Regions from separate parts of the Callithrix jacchus genome. Here region 1 is linked to region 2. Evidence: chromatin contacts called from public Hi-C data. All regions are on one chromosome and are shown on one strand. The core of a region is the stretch at or near the end of the contact, and the rest is flanking DNA. Distances in the headings are between cores, read along the strand shown. Region 1 has its middle 30 kb from the start of TRIL. Region 2 overlaps CHN2 (chimerin 2).

What was found. A called contact is a pair of places that touch in the nucleus more often than the background predicts.
Region 1: a Hi-C map of induced pluripotent stem cells shows a contact between it and region 2, with 5 times the contacts expected there. The contact joins two enhancer-like sites. A contact is called at or near these places in 2 of 3 Hi-C or Micro-C datasets (induced pluripotent stem cells and skeletal muscle).

The regions. Positions count from the first base shown.
Region 1 is chr11:29,179,112-29,186,275 of calJac240_pri, forward strand. No RefSeq gene overlaps it. Among named protein-coding and RNA genes, the nearest start is that of TRIL, 30 kb to the left of the region's middle. Within about 2 kb of position 4,265, at least 4 of the 16 cell types and tissues checked have an H3K27ac peak or open chromatin away from gene starts, as enhancers often do.
Region 2 is chr11:28,688,863-28,695,379 of calJac240_pri, forward strand. All of the region lies in intron 6 of CHN2 (chimerin 2), which reads right to left. Among named protein-coding and RNA genes, the nearest start is that of PRR15, 180 kb to the left of the region's middle. Within about 2 kb of position 2,994, at least 2 of the 16 cell types and tissues checked have an H3K27ac peak or open chromatin away from gene starts, as enhancers often do.

The sequences.
Region 1 (7,164 bases), core at 3,015-5,514, 490 kb after region 2:
TTAGAGAAATGCAAATTAAAACCACAAAGAGATACCATCTTATGCCGGTCAAAATGGCAATCATTAAAAAGTCAAGAAATAATAGATGCTAGCAAGGCTGTGGAGAAATAAGAACACTTTACACTGTTGATGGATTATAAATTAGTGTAACCGTTGTGGAAGACAGTGTGGCAACTCCTCAAGGATCTAGAACCAGAAATACCATTTGACACAGCAATCCCATTACTGGGTATATACCCAAAAGAATACAAATCATTCTACTATAAAAATACATGCACACATACATTTATTGCAGCACTATTTACAATAGAAAAGACTTGGAACCAACCCAAATGCCCATGAATGATAGACTGGATAAAGAAAATGTGGTACATATACAACATGGAATACTATGCAGCCATAAAAAGGAATGAGATCATGTCCTTTGCAGGGACATGGATGAAGCTGGAAACCATTATCCTCAGCAAACACACACAGGAACAGAAAATCAAACACCACATGTTCTCACTCATACGTGGGAGTTGAACAATGAGAACACATGGACACAGGGAGGGGAGCATCACACACCAGCACCAGTGCGTAGATAGGGGGATGAGGGGAGGAAGAGCATTAGGACAAATAGCTAATGCATCAGGGCTTAAAACCTAGATGACAGGTAGATAGGTGCAGCAAACCACCATGGCACATGTATTCTTATGTAACAAACCTTCACGTTCTGCACTTGTATCCTGGAACTTAAAATAAAATAAAATGAAAAGGTTTAGTTTTAATTCCTGTGAAATCCAATGCAAGTCAGATGACTTTCCCGGGCAGCTTTTCTTGGAGATAGATGGCAATGGCTAGATCCAGTCTTACTCCATTGTATAATGCCACCATCTGAAAAAGTGACCTCCAGGGCCACTGATGCAGAGGAAGAATGACTGGAGGGCTGTGCACCTGCCCGTCGGTGCCTTAGCCCAGAGGTTATATAGGTTTCTACCCCATTTCATTGGTAAAGATTAGTCACATGACCCCTCCTAGGTGCAAAGGGGCTGGAAGTGGAGAGGCGCACCAGGGGTATTTGCTGAGCACAACTGCCTTGCCCAGAGATGGAAAATGAAGACTGATGTTACCACTTGCTGTGCAGAAGAGGTGGTCATAAACAGATATAATAAGAACAATGGATTAAATTCTAGGTAGATATTATTATCTGCTAAACATTCTTGGCTTTTAGCCTTAAGTGTATCTAGTTTGTCCAAAAGATGATGATAGGGGAGAGAAAGAGAGAGAGAGGATGAGAGATCAAGATGTGTTACCACCAGAGACTTTCTCCCTGAAGAAATCAGAAATGTTGGCTGGGTATGGTGGCTCATGCCTGTAATTCTAGCACTTTGGGAGGCCAAGGTGGGAGGATCACCTGAGGTCAGGAGTTTAAGGCCAGCCTAACCAACATGGAGAAACCCCATTTCTACTAAAAATACAAAAATTACCCAGGGATGGTGGTGGGCACCTGTAATCCCAGCTCCTGGAGAGGCTGAGGCAGGAGAATCGCTTAAACCCAGAAGGCGGAGGTTGCAGTGAGCCGAGATTGCACCACTGCACTCCAGCCTGCCAACAAGAGAAAACTCAGTCTTCAGAAAAGGAAAAAAAAAAAAAAAAAAAAAATGGGAAGGAAATTAGAAATGTTGAAGTATCACTGGGTAAGGAATACCTTTCTCATTATATGATTCAATGTTGTTTTGTACCTTGTCCATGTCCTGTCTAAAATCACTCTCTTTCCACCTAAAACCATCTTGGCAATGTTCCACATGCCACGCTCTGGAAAAATGCTGCCCTACTGTGCCTGGAACCATGACTTGATATCTGCTTCCTGTGGTGGTGACTGCGGTGTCATCATCCAAAGCAGTAGCAAACATTTATGAAGACTGACTGTGTGCCTGGCACTGTGCCTGCACTGCTGAGGACAGAGTTGAAAATGACCATCCTGCCTTTAGGATTCCATAGAATGGGGAGAAGAATAAACTTGTCCTACAACACAGTGTAAGAAACACATCTAGGTAACTACACTGGTGCTAATGGGGTGAGTATTCGAGGAGTGATCCTTGAAGGACAGCAGACTTTCCGAGAAAAAATTCGTAACATCCTATTGTGTAGTGTTCACTGTTTCAGATTACTTCCTTTAATTTTTTCTTACAGTGGTATTAGTGATATTCCTTTCAAGGTGAAGTCCAGTCCACTGGTAGAAGAATTAAAAACCAGCTAGTATTTTCCAGGTGCTTTGAATTGAGTGTCCCTCGAGGCCTCAAACATTCTCAGAGGGCAAATGATAAGCCGCACAATGCCACGGCAGGCTATGGGGAACCGGACTCCAAGTCACAGAGAAGGTTAGTAACAGTGTCAGATCAATACCGTGGTTATTGATTGAAGCAACTAAATGTCGGCCAAAAGGAGTGAGCTGTGGTGTTGACCGGCAGGTCCTGCTCCTATTTCCCTGCTGTGCACCAGTGACCCTGTGCTCAAGTTGCCTTCTTAGTAAAATTAGAGGATTGGACCAAATGCAGAGCCCCTGCACTATGGATGTTCTCAGATGCAAAGGAGCCTCTCCCCTCAAGCCCCTCCCCGTAGATGAATGACCTTGGAATCCTCCCACTGTAAGTTTAGCCTCAGCCAACCCATCAGTTGTTACTTTGGTGCTAAATTTAGATTGGATTTTTACGTGTTGGGGGAAATAGAATTAATCTCATCACCATCGTTTTCATTTATTTCTATTTTATTTAGTAGTACTATGAGCCAGGCACTCTTCCAAGTATTTTTATAATATTAATTAATTTAATCTGTACGATGATGAGTACTGTTATTACACCGATTTTAGAGGTGGGACAACTGAGGTCCAAGGAGGTTACATAACTTGCTCAGGATCAACTGTCTACGGAGGGGCAGAGCAGGGTTTTTAGTCTCAGGCAGGCTGGGTATAGAATTTGTCTGCACTCTCTCTGGACAAAATAATTCAATCATAGTAAGATGAAAATGAAGTATGCAGTAATACATTAAAAGAAGATTTAAAAAAATTAAATGTAATAAGACAAGGACAGATGCTGCACATACCTTTGGGCTAAATCCTTTAAAAGGGAAACGAAGAATGAATCACCTACTATGGGAGAAAGAGAAGAAAAATGCCTACACCCTTATGTGCCTACCAGGCTTTCTACATATGAGCTCATTTGCTCCTTACAAGACCCCAGGAGGTAGGTGCCATTATCATCGCCATTTTACAGAGGAGGCTGAAAGACTTGTTTGAGATCACACAGCTAGTAAGTGGAGGAAGCAGGTCCCTATTAAAGTCCCTAGAGACTCACATAAGGGTGGGCTGGGGAATCCACATCAGAAGGCTCTGTGAGTCAAAGTCCTGGTACGCAGCTGCCTTGCAGTAATTAAGTCTCTGTGCTGTAGGAATCTGAAGGACCAGCTTACCTGCCCCAACACACTTCAATCAGAAGGAGCAGGTCTGCTTAGGGGAAACATGCACAGTGCATAGGAGATGCCTGTCAACGCTGAGAAGAGCTAAAGCACCGAAGGACTAAACCACACCCTCACTTGATGGAAATGTATCTACAAGCTCCTCACCCATGTTTGACCAGGGTTCCACAGTCCTGGCACTATGAACATCTGGGTGGATGATTCTTTGTTATTGGAGGCTGTCCTGTTCATTGTGGGATGTTGAATGGCATCCCTGGCCTCCGCCCACTAGGTGCTAGTATCTATGTCCACCCTATCCCCCCAGCCGTGACAACCAACCACAAATCTCCCCCAACAAGGCCAAATGTTCCTTGGAAGGCACGCTCACCTCCTGGTTGAGAACCACTACTTTGATCTTATACTCTGGGCTTATGAGCGGTGAACGCTTCCAGAAACTAGCCTGTTCTGATGTCGAGGAGTTCAATATTCCCTAAAATTCCTTCTAACTCTCAGAAACTAAGAGAAAAAAAAAATGATGGGTTAGCTTCTGTAGTGCAGATACTTGGCCATTCAGTTAAGTGTGTATATTTGAGGGGTTGAATGGTTATGCAGAAGGTGGTTTGGAAAACCTACTCATCACATTTCTTCACAATACCTGTATTTCATTTCATCTATTGGCTTGACATTTCTGCTCTTCTCATGCATGAACAAATTCTTATTTTGCACCATATTGCCCTCTAGCGGTCACTTCTCTTTGTAGCACACGGAAGAGAGGCACTAAAACAAATCGCTTTTGAAGAATGAAGCCCAGGAGGGAACTGGCTGGGGGAAGTGGGCGCGGTTCCCGGAGCCTGGTAACTTCTGGCTTCGCCGAGTGCGAGCGGCAGGTTTCTGCTCCGCGCCGCGCGTTTTCCTTCCCACGCCCCACCCTTCTCCCTGCGAGCCCTCGCCTCCGCGTTCCACCACCCAGTGACCCTTTGCTCCTCCCGCCGGGATACCGGACCTCTCCTTTGCAGAGAGAATTCGAAGCTACTTCCATTTTAAACAGAAAGAACATCCTGTGGCTAGAAATATCCGACACGGGGCGTTTTCCGAATGCCCCGAAGGAAGTTGCTACATGAAAAATGGACATGATGCGCTGAAAAAAAAAAAAAAAAAAAAAATAGAGATGCTTTGTTGTCGCTCTCGGTTCTCAGCCGGACCTCAAAAACTTCCCCGGAATTTTTTTCCTCCAAAGTCAAGCCAGCTACTTTGCAAGTGCCCCCTTTCTTTATTCTCCTCGCCCATCCCCAGACCATTTAGTCAACCCCAGTGGGACAGGAACCGTCCTACAAATGCATGTGTATGTCATCTTAAGAGCTTTGATAAACCTACTTAAATTTCAGACAGCTAGAGACTGTCATAATGGCTTTCTTCTGTCGATAGGTGACATTGTGTAATTAGTAACCCTGTAAAGCCTTTGAGGACAAAGAAAGCTACTCTCTGGAGTTAAGCGTCATCTTCAAGGAGGAAAATTTTAAGAGTACCTCTACATCTAGACGTGGGCTTCAATTATGTGTTTAACTGTCTCAAGATACAGCACCTAAACGTCAAACCATTTAAGCCTGGATGGTGAATTTATGGTAGAGTTGACTTTTTTTGTAAAATAAGTTTTCTGTTTCCAGAAAATAAAATTGTATTTAGGGGTATAGGCACATGAATTATATGTTTAACTGTCTCAAGATACAGCAGCCACACGTCAAACCACTCAAGCCTGGATGGTGAATTTATGATACAGATTTTTTTTGTAAAATAAGTTTCCTGGTTCCAGAAAATAAAATTGTATTTAGGGGTATAGGCGCCAACACTTTTAGCAATTAATCAAAATGAATGAATGACCAAAAAGTTTAATTCTAGACTAGAGCTATTAAATTAGTTCCTAACTATGAAAGCAGTTTTGATTTTAGGCCATATCAGTGCAGGACAACATACAACCAAGAGCCTGGAGGGTCAGATATTGTGAAGAGTCCATTTGCAGAAGTCCTTTGGGTCAGCAACAGCTGGGTTTCCTCAAGATTACAGGTTTCGTAAGATAAACACACACTTCTTTACTTCTGCTCTATGTGAACACCCAGCAGATGAAGTTCCACTTCCCCCTTTCCCCTGCCCCAACGTTTAAAAACCTTTCTCCTTCTTTTTTCTTTTCCTTCCCTGTGAATGCTTAAACATCAGCCTGTGCTTTAGAACCATAAAGTTCTCCTTCCAGAACTCACAGAGGCCTGTGATGAGGAAGGGCCTCAGGTTTCAGCTTCACTTGCTTCTCAGAATTTTGCATCCGGCCTCAGGCGCCATCTATTTAGAGTGGTCAGCAGCTGATAACAGTCTGTATCCATTACGGTAGGTCCTGGCCATCATAGTGCCAGGATTCTGGAAGCAAGCAGGGCGGCTCATGGATTAGGAGAGCAGCTTGGATGTGCAAGACAAGGTCTGGAGTCAAGAATATAAAATTACAATTACAGATACCTTCAATGATCCTGTAGAACAAGGATAATTAAAAGAGATCAGGGGCTGGGTGCAGTGGCTCACTCCTGGAATCCCAACACTTTGGGAGGCCAAGCTGGGGGGATCACTTGAGTCCAGGAGTTCAAAACCAGCCTGGGCAACATAATGAGACTCTGTCTCTTCAATAAATAAAAAATAAATATTTTCTAAAAAGAAATGGAAAAAACAGACATCTCCAGTGTGAATATTTGTTTATATTTCTGAAGATTATTAAGCCCCTTTTACTTTGTCACTTGACGTGCTCTGGCCCTGAGACCACAGAATGACATGGGCCTGGCCCCTAATCCTCGGGTGATAAATGCTACCTGAAAGCAAAGATGACGTCTATGGAGGGCGTGAAACAAGGCTCCCATCAGGGGACTTGCCAGCCTGCTCAGTATAAGTGGGCCCCCTGATAGTGTGGGTCCAGGAAGTTGGTGTGGCGCCAAGCTGTCCACTCAGAGGGCTCGGGCCTTCCCCCAGAGGACTCACATCCCATTCATAGCTCTGTAGTTGTAAGCAGCCAAGTTAATCTGGGGGAACTTCTGCGTGACAAAGGGGTAAAGAGGCTGTGGAAACCTTCCCTAACAAGTGGTTAAATTAAGAATCTTCAAAAACCCTCTAACTGGAGGAGCAGGATGAAGGCGAAAGGATACATGAGTGATCCCTGCTGGCGAATATAATCAGATGATTTGTGTTAACAATATGCCACAAAATCCCAGGAACAAAGTCTAGGTCCTGTCTTTAGCCACAGCATGTCCATGGCTAATGTGAACCTTTTATCATATTACTGGATGGTCCATTGAAGCCATCCTTAGGAAATTAGAACTGTCATGAGAGAAGATGAGATCCAGTCTATGTGGACGGGTGCTTATTTAATTTTATTATTAATTAATTAATTTATTTTTGAGACAGAGGTTTGCTCTTGCCCAGACTGGAGTGCAATGGTGCAATCTCGATTCACTGCAACCTCCGTCTCTCAGGTTCAAGCAATTCTCCTGCCTCAGCCTCCTGAGTAGCTGTAATTACAGATGTGCCACCACACCCAGTGAACTTTTTTTTGTATTTTGAGTAGAGATGGAGTTTCTCCATGTTGGTAAGGCTGGTCTTGAACTCCCAACCTCAGTGATCTGTCCGCCTCGGCCTCCCAAAGTTCTGGGATTACAAATGTGAGCCACCACACCCGGTGGGGTTTTTTTGTTTTTTTTA
Region 2 (6,517 bases), core at 1,744-4,243:
ATGAGAAGGGAGCAAAGCCAAACCCTGAACCCCACAAGTAACTGTAACCACCATTGTTTAGCTGTGTGAAGAATGTTTTCCCAGAGGTCTTTTCGTGTGTTATATAGAAGGAGAGGAAGAAGTCTAGGGTCTAGTTCAGGACACAAAAGAGCCTCAGGAATATAAGAGGCATGGGAAGAAGTGGGACAGGTGTCCTTAAAAGAAAATGTTCCCCAAATGTCTCGTCACCTTTATTCTCCTGTCTCCCCCTTCCATCTAACCCAGGTTCTCAACCCCTGGCTGTGCTTGACAGTCACCTGGGGAGAAAGGCAGGTGAATTTGATCAGTGAAGACTTTGATTCCATAGCCAAGTGGGGCCGAACATGGGCATTTAAAATATATTTTTTAAATTTTATTTTTTTGAGATGGAGTCTCATCTGTCATCCAGGCTGGAGTCCAGTGGTGTGATCTGGGCTCACTACAACCTCCACCTTCTGAGTTTGGATGATTCTCCTGCTTCAGCCTCCCAAATAGCGGGGATTACAGGTATGTGCTACTGTACTTGGCTAATTTTCTTTTTCTTTTGTAATTTTAGTAGAGATGGTGTTTCATCATGTTGGCCAGGCTTGTCTTGAACTCCTAACCTCAAGTGATCTACCAGCCTTGGCCACCCAAAGTGCTGGGACTACAGGCTGAGACTATGCATCCAGCCATGGGCATTTTTAAAAAGTTCCCAGAGTGAGTCCCACCTGTAGCCAGTTTGAGAACCACCAAGCCAGCCAAATCAGCAATTGCTCAGACTGAGTGATAAATCCCACATCGTCAGGGAATTCTGATTGAAAACAATGCTAGGCAAAAACTGGTTTCATGAGGGATGTAAGCTAAGTTCAATCCATTCTCACTGCGTCCTATCCCACCGCATTTTATGACTGTGCGTGCAAGGGCAGGAAGATGGCCAATCAGCGTCATCATGGTACCTGTCACCTACTACAATAGCTACGTTATGCTCATCTTCACTTACCCTTGAATCCCCAGAAAAGACTGGATATGTCAGTTACATGTTATTTCCAAGGAACCTCCTGCAGAGAAAATCTACAGGTTCTTTAGACTCCATAATGCAAGCGATCTTTTCCAGCTCCACAATGCTTTCTGCATTAATTCAGGCTCTTTCTTTGGCAAATGAATGCACACCTCTGCTTGGCGAAGGGCAATGAGCAATACCATGTTTGAATCTACTGTCCTGAATGAAGTCACCAAGCCTCTCCACCCCAGAACCAAGACCCCCTCCACAGTGGCACATTTGCGGATTCCAACCCATAAAAAGTCTTCAACAATCTTAACTCTAAGATACCTGCTAAAAAGGATCCTTTTCTATCCAAGCCTTCTTGGTGTCACTGAAATATTTCTATGCTATTGAGTCAGCTGCCTCAGTTTCCTGTCCTGCAAAACAGAAGGGTTGCATGAGATGGTCTCCAGGACTCCCCTGCTCCTCCAGACTCCTGCTGCTCCTGATGCTAGGAGTTGGTGGCCAGATCTTAGCCCACTGAAGGAAGGAGCCCATGCTGGGAGAAGGTGTGGGAGATGCTGAGGCACCCTCTTCATGAAATTGAGATACACTGTTCCTTAGGGTGGATTTGGGGCAATGTGTTACATTTTAAAAGTTACCCACCCACTGTTCATTCAACCAGTGCTTGCCTCACCGAGTGATGTGTGGGGCTTTAGAATTAGGAAGTAGGCCGAGGAGTAGCCTCTGCCTCCCACTGATCCACCTCTAGGGGAAGAGAGAGACAGAAACCATCAATTTTGAAATGCAAGTGGGAATTGGAACAGTTTGAGGCTTAAAATACACATTGGCAGGGGGCCACCCCAGAGTCCCCTGCACAGTGGCTCCCAGGAACGTGCATTTCTAAGAAGTCTCCCAGGTGATGCTGATGCTGCTGGTTCCTGAGGGCCGTGCTTTGAGAACCAATGATCTCAAGAATGACCTTGGGCACAGGGTGCTGGACTCTCATAAAGATGATGTGCAGCACGCCAGGGTGGCTGTGAGGGGAGGCTGAGGCTGGCGGGTTCTATTCAATAGGAGAAAAGGATGACTGCACCAGACTCCACAGGCTGCCAGGGATGGCCACGGCACCCTCTAGCTCTCCAGCATGCATGGCCTCAAACTGAGGGGAACCTAACAGCTCACAGGCACCTCTCAACCAAGAGGGGACAGGAGGTGATGGATTAAAATTCCTCTTCAGTTCCTCTTAGGAGCAGTTCTACCCAGCTCCTGAGAAGGGGACCAGCTCCACACACGCCTATAGCAGCCTCTCCTCCTCTATTCACCTGCCCAGCCTCTACTCCTCTCCCTGGGAAGCCTTCCCAAATTCCCCATCTATACCAAACCCCAGTCTCAGGCTCTGCTTTCGCAAGGGGTCCAGGCCTAGACAGGCTGCAAATATCCTGCTGAGGAATCTGAACTCTGTCCTGTAGAAAAAGCAAACAGGAGCTTTTACAGAATTACAGCAACAACAATAACACTCTGATGAGCAAAACGTTGCCACGGGGACACCAGCAGTGAGATGCGAGCTTGGCACTGGGGAGAACCAACCACTCAGGATAGGCTTAACCTTGTACAAAGACCTCTGCCGGTAAGCAAGGGCTGGACATTCACTCCCTGGCCTGGCCACGGACTCTGTTCAAGTACATTGTGGGGAAATGTAATATTATTCCTAGGCAAAGATACAGGCCAGGCCAGAGGATTGCATGGTGGAAACAGTGAAATAACCAATGAAAGAACCACTGTGAAAATAAAGATGGGAAGCTGGAAGGAAGAAAACATTTTAGAAAGAAAAAAGAATTGTGGCTAGGAAAGGAGGGGGAGGTTGTTCTTTGCTGAAACGGTTCATCTGTAAAGGAGGACGGCCTGGTGAGGCTGGAAGACCACCAGTCCAGGAAAGGTAACTCCCCTTGGTTTTACAGGAAGAAAGTAGAAACCAAAGAGGGCTGTAGTGCCTGCCCTAAGAAAGCAAGAGGACTTTGGGAGTTGGCCTGGCAGCAGTTTGAGAAAGGCATGGTGGTGGTGTGTTGGTTACTGGGAGGAGAGCTGGGGAGGGTCCCGGAGGGCGGCATAGCTGAGGGGTCTGTGCATAGAGGGAAGGCAATGCCAGGAAGGAAGGAAGCAGCAACTAATCCACTTCCAGGGGCAGATGGATTGCACTCTATTTGGTGATGTGTGCCCTGTGCCACCATACCCTCTCCCAGCCGCAACCTTCAGTAAAACTCTGCTACAGACTCTTTGTTAAAGACCCCATGGGGAAATGAAAGTGTCCTATCAGCATGGGGTTGAGCTGGGAAGAAACAGTCTAGGTGCAAAGTGTTGGAACTGGTGTGAGAGTGTGTGTGTGTGTGTGTGTGTGTGTGTGTGTGTTCAGACCTGGGAAGAAATAGCCTGGGTGCTGACTGCTGGAACTACTACTGTGTGTGTGAGGGTGTGTGTGTGTGTGTGTGTGTGTGTGTGTTCAGACCTGGGAAGAAACAGCCTGGGTGCTGACTGCTGGAACTACTACTGTGTGTGTGAGGGGGTGTCTGTGTGTGTGTGTGTGTGTGTGTTCAGACCTGGGAAGAAACAGCCTGGGTGCTGACTGCTGGAACTACTGTGTGTGTGAGTGTGTGTGTGCGCGCATGCACTAAACACTCCATGCAGAGAATGTTTTTTTATTCAGGGTTTGCTTTAATGTATGTGAATTTAAGACACAGCGCATTATTTTCTCCTATTTAAATTTTTAAATAGGTCACTGCATCGATCTCGGTTCAAAATTCTAAGAGCATGAACGAGCAGCAGGGAACATTCTCCTTTCCACACTGTACCCCTCAGACACCCACCTCCCCTCCTCACAGTGGTACTGGTTCTTGCATCCTTCAAGGGATGTTTTATGACTTTGCATGAAAAAAAATTCACGCAAAAGCTTTTTGCAGGATGCAGTGGATCATGCCTGTAATCCCAGCTACTTGGGAGGCTGAGATGGGAGCATTGCTTGAGCCCACGAGTTCGAGACCAGCCTGGGCAATAAAGCGAGATCCTGTCTTTAAAAAAATAAATAAATAAAAATTCAAATTTTAAAATAGATTTTTTTTCTTCTGGTTTACTCAAATAATACCATATTCTACAAACCACACTGCCAGACACTTCCACATAATGATTCCAGGTGACCCTTCCCTATCAGCCCATAGGAGGGTTCTCATTCTTTTCCTGGGGTTGTGTGATAGTCCTCAATATGGACATACCATAATTCATTTAAATAGTTTTAAATTTATGGACGTTAAGGTCATTTTCTAATTTTTGCTGCTACAATGAATAGTGAAATGAATAAACTGGTATAATATAATATATTCTTAAATGTGCTTTTATTATGTCAAGGGCATGGATGATTTCCCCCCAGTAAAATACAGATGCAATTTAATATGACAAACCATATTTATTTAATAAAAATGTATCGTCAAAAACATTGTTGTCATATGTATTGGATTCATAGGGTATACTTTATAAGAAAATGCTAGTTATTATAGCTAGTCATAGCAGTTTTCAGAAACAGATCATGTAAATACTGAAAATACATGTTTCTGAAAACAGATCATGTAAATACTGAGTGACTTTCAGCCTTACTTGTCCCAGGACGGCCAAAACTAAGTGTGTTCATTGAAAGCACTAACGGCAGGGGGCACAGAACGAGGCACAACTGCTCGGCTGATTTAAGAAGCTCTGAAGGTCGAATCAGGAAGCCTGGGTCTCATTCCTCATCCTGCCACAGTGAGCCTTTCAATAAAATGGGAATGGTGATTCCTGCCCTACGGACCCGACAAAGTGGTTCCGAGGATAAAATGGGAAATGATTCACATATGTGTTTAACACGAAACGTGAAATCTCATGTTATTCCTTTGTTGCCACAGAGCCGTGGGTGAAGGTCAGTAGATAATCTATCTATGGAATAAGTTCTAAATGCATTTCATAGAAGAAATGACACCAGACTTGTCATTTTAATTAAATGCACCAAATGGCGGCCCATATAGAGCAGAATGTTTTTAAACCCAACTAAGTAAAGAACCAGCGGGGACACGGATCACTACTCCTGACCATCACAACTTTAACTGAGTAAAGAACCAGCGGGGACACGGATCACTGCTCCTGACCATCACAACTTTAACTAAGTAAAGAACCAGCGGGGACACGGATCACTGCTCCTAACCATCACAACTTTAACTGAGTAAAGAACCAGCGGGGACACGGATCACTGCTCCTGACCATCACAACTTTAACTAAGTAAAGAACCAGCGGGGACACGGATCACTGCTCCTGACCATCACAACTTTAACTGAGTAAAGAACCAGCGGGGACACGGATCACTACTCCTGACCATCACAACTTTAACTGAGTAAAGAACCAGCGGGGACACGGATCACTGCTCCTGACCATCACAACTTTAACTGAGTAAAGAACCAGGGGGGACACGGATCACTGCTCCTGACCATCACAACTTTAACTGAGTAAAGAACCAGCGGGGACACGGATCACTGCTCCTGACCACCACAACTTTAACTGAGTAAAGAACCAGCGGGGACACGGATCACTGCTCCTGATCATCACAACTTTAACTGAGTAAAGAACCAGCGGGGACACGGATCACTACTCCTGACCATCACAACTTTAACTGAGTAAAGAACCAGCGGGGACACGGATCACTGCTCCTGACCATCACAACTTTAACTGAGTAAAGAACCAGGGGGGACACGGATCACTGCTCCTGACCATCACAACTTTAACTGAGTAAAGAACCAGCGGGGACACGGATCACTGCTCCTGACCACCACAACTTTAACTGAGTAAAGAACCAGCGGGGACACGGATCACTGCTCCTGACCACCACAACTTTAACTGAGTAAAGAACCAGCGGGGACACGGATCACTGCTCCTGACCATCACAACTTTAACTGAGTAAAGAACCAGCGGGGACACGGATCACTACTCCTGACCATCACAACTTTAACTGAGTAAAGAACCAGCGGGGACACGGATCACTACTCCTGACCATCACAACTTTAACTGAGTAAAGAACCAGCGGGGACACGGATCACTACGCCTGACCATCACAACTTTAACTGAGTAAAGAACCAGCGGGGACATGGATCACTGCTCCTGATCATCACAACTTTAACTGAGTAAAGAACCAGCGGGGACACGGATCACTGCTCCTGACCATCACAACTTTAACTGAGTAAAGAACCAGCGGGGACACGGATCACTGCTCCTGACCATCACAACTTTAACTGAGTAAAGAACCAGCGGGGACACGGATCAGTACTCCTGACCATCACAACTTTAACTAAGTAAAGAACCAGCGGGGACACGGATCACTGCTCCTGATCATCACAACTTTAACTGAGTAAAGAACCAGCGGGGACACGGATCACTGCTCCTGACCATCACAACTTTAATTAAGTAAAGAACCAGCGGGGACACGGATCACTGCTCCTGATCATCACAACTTTAACTAAGTAA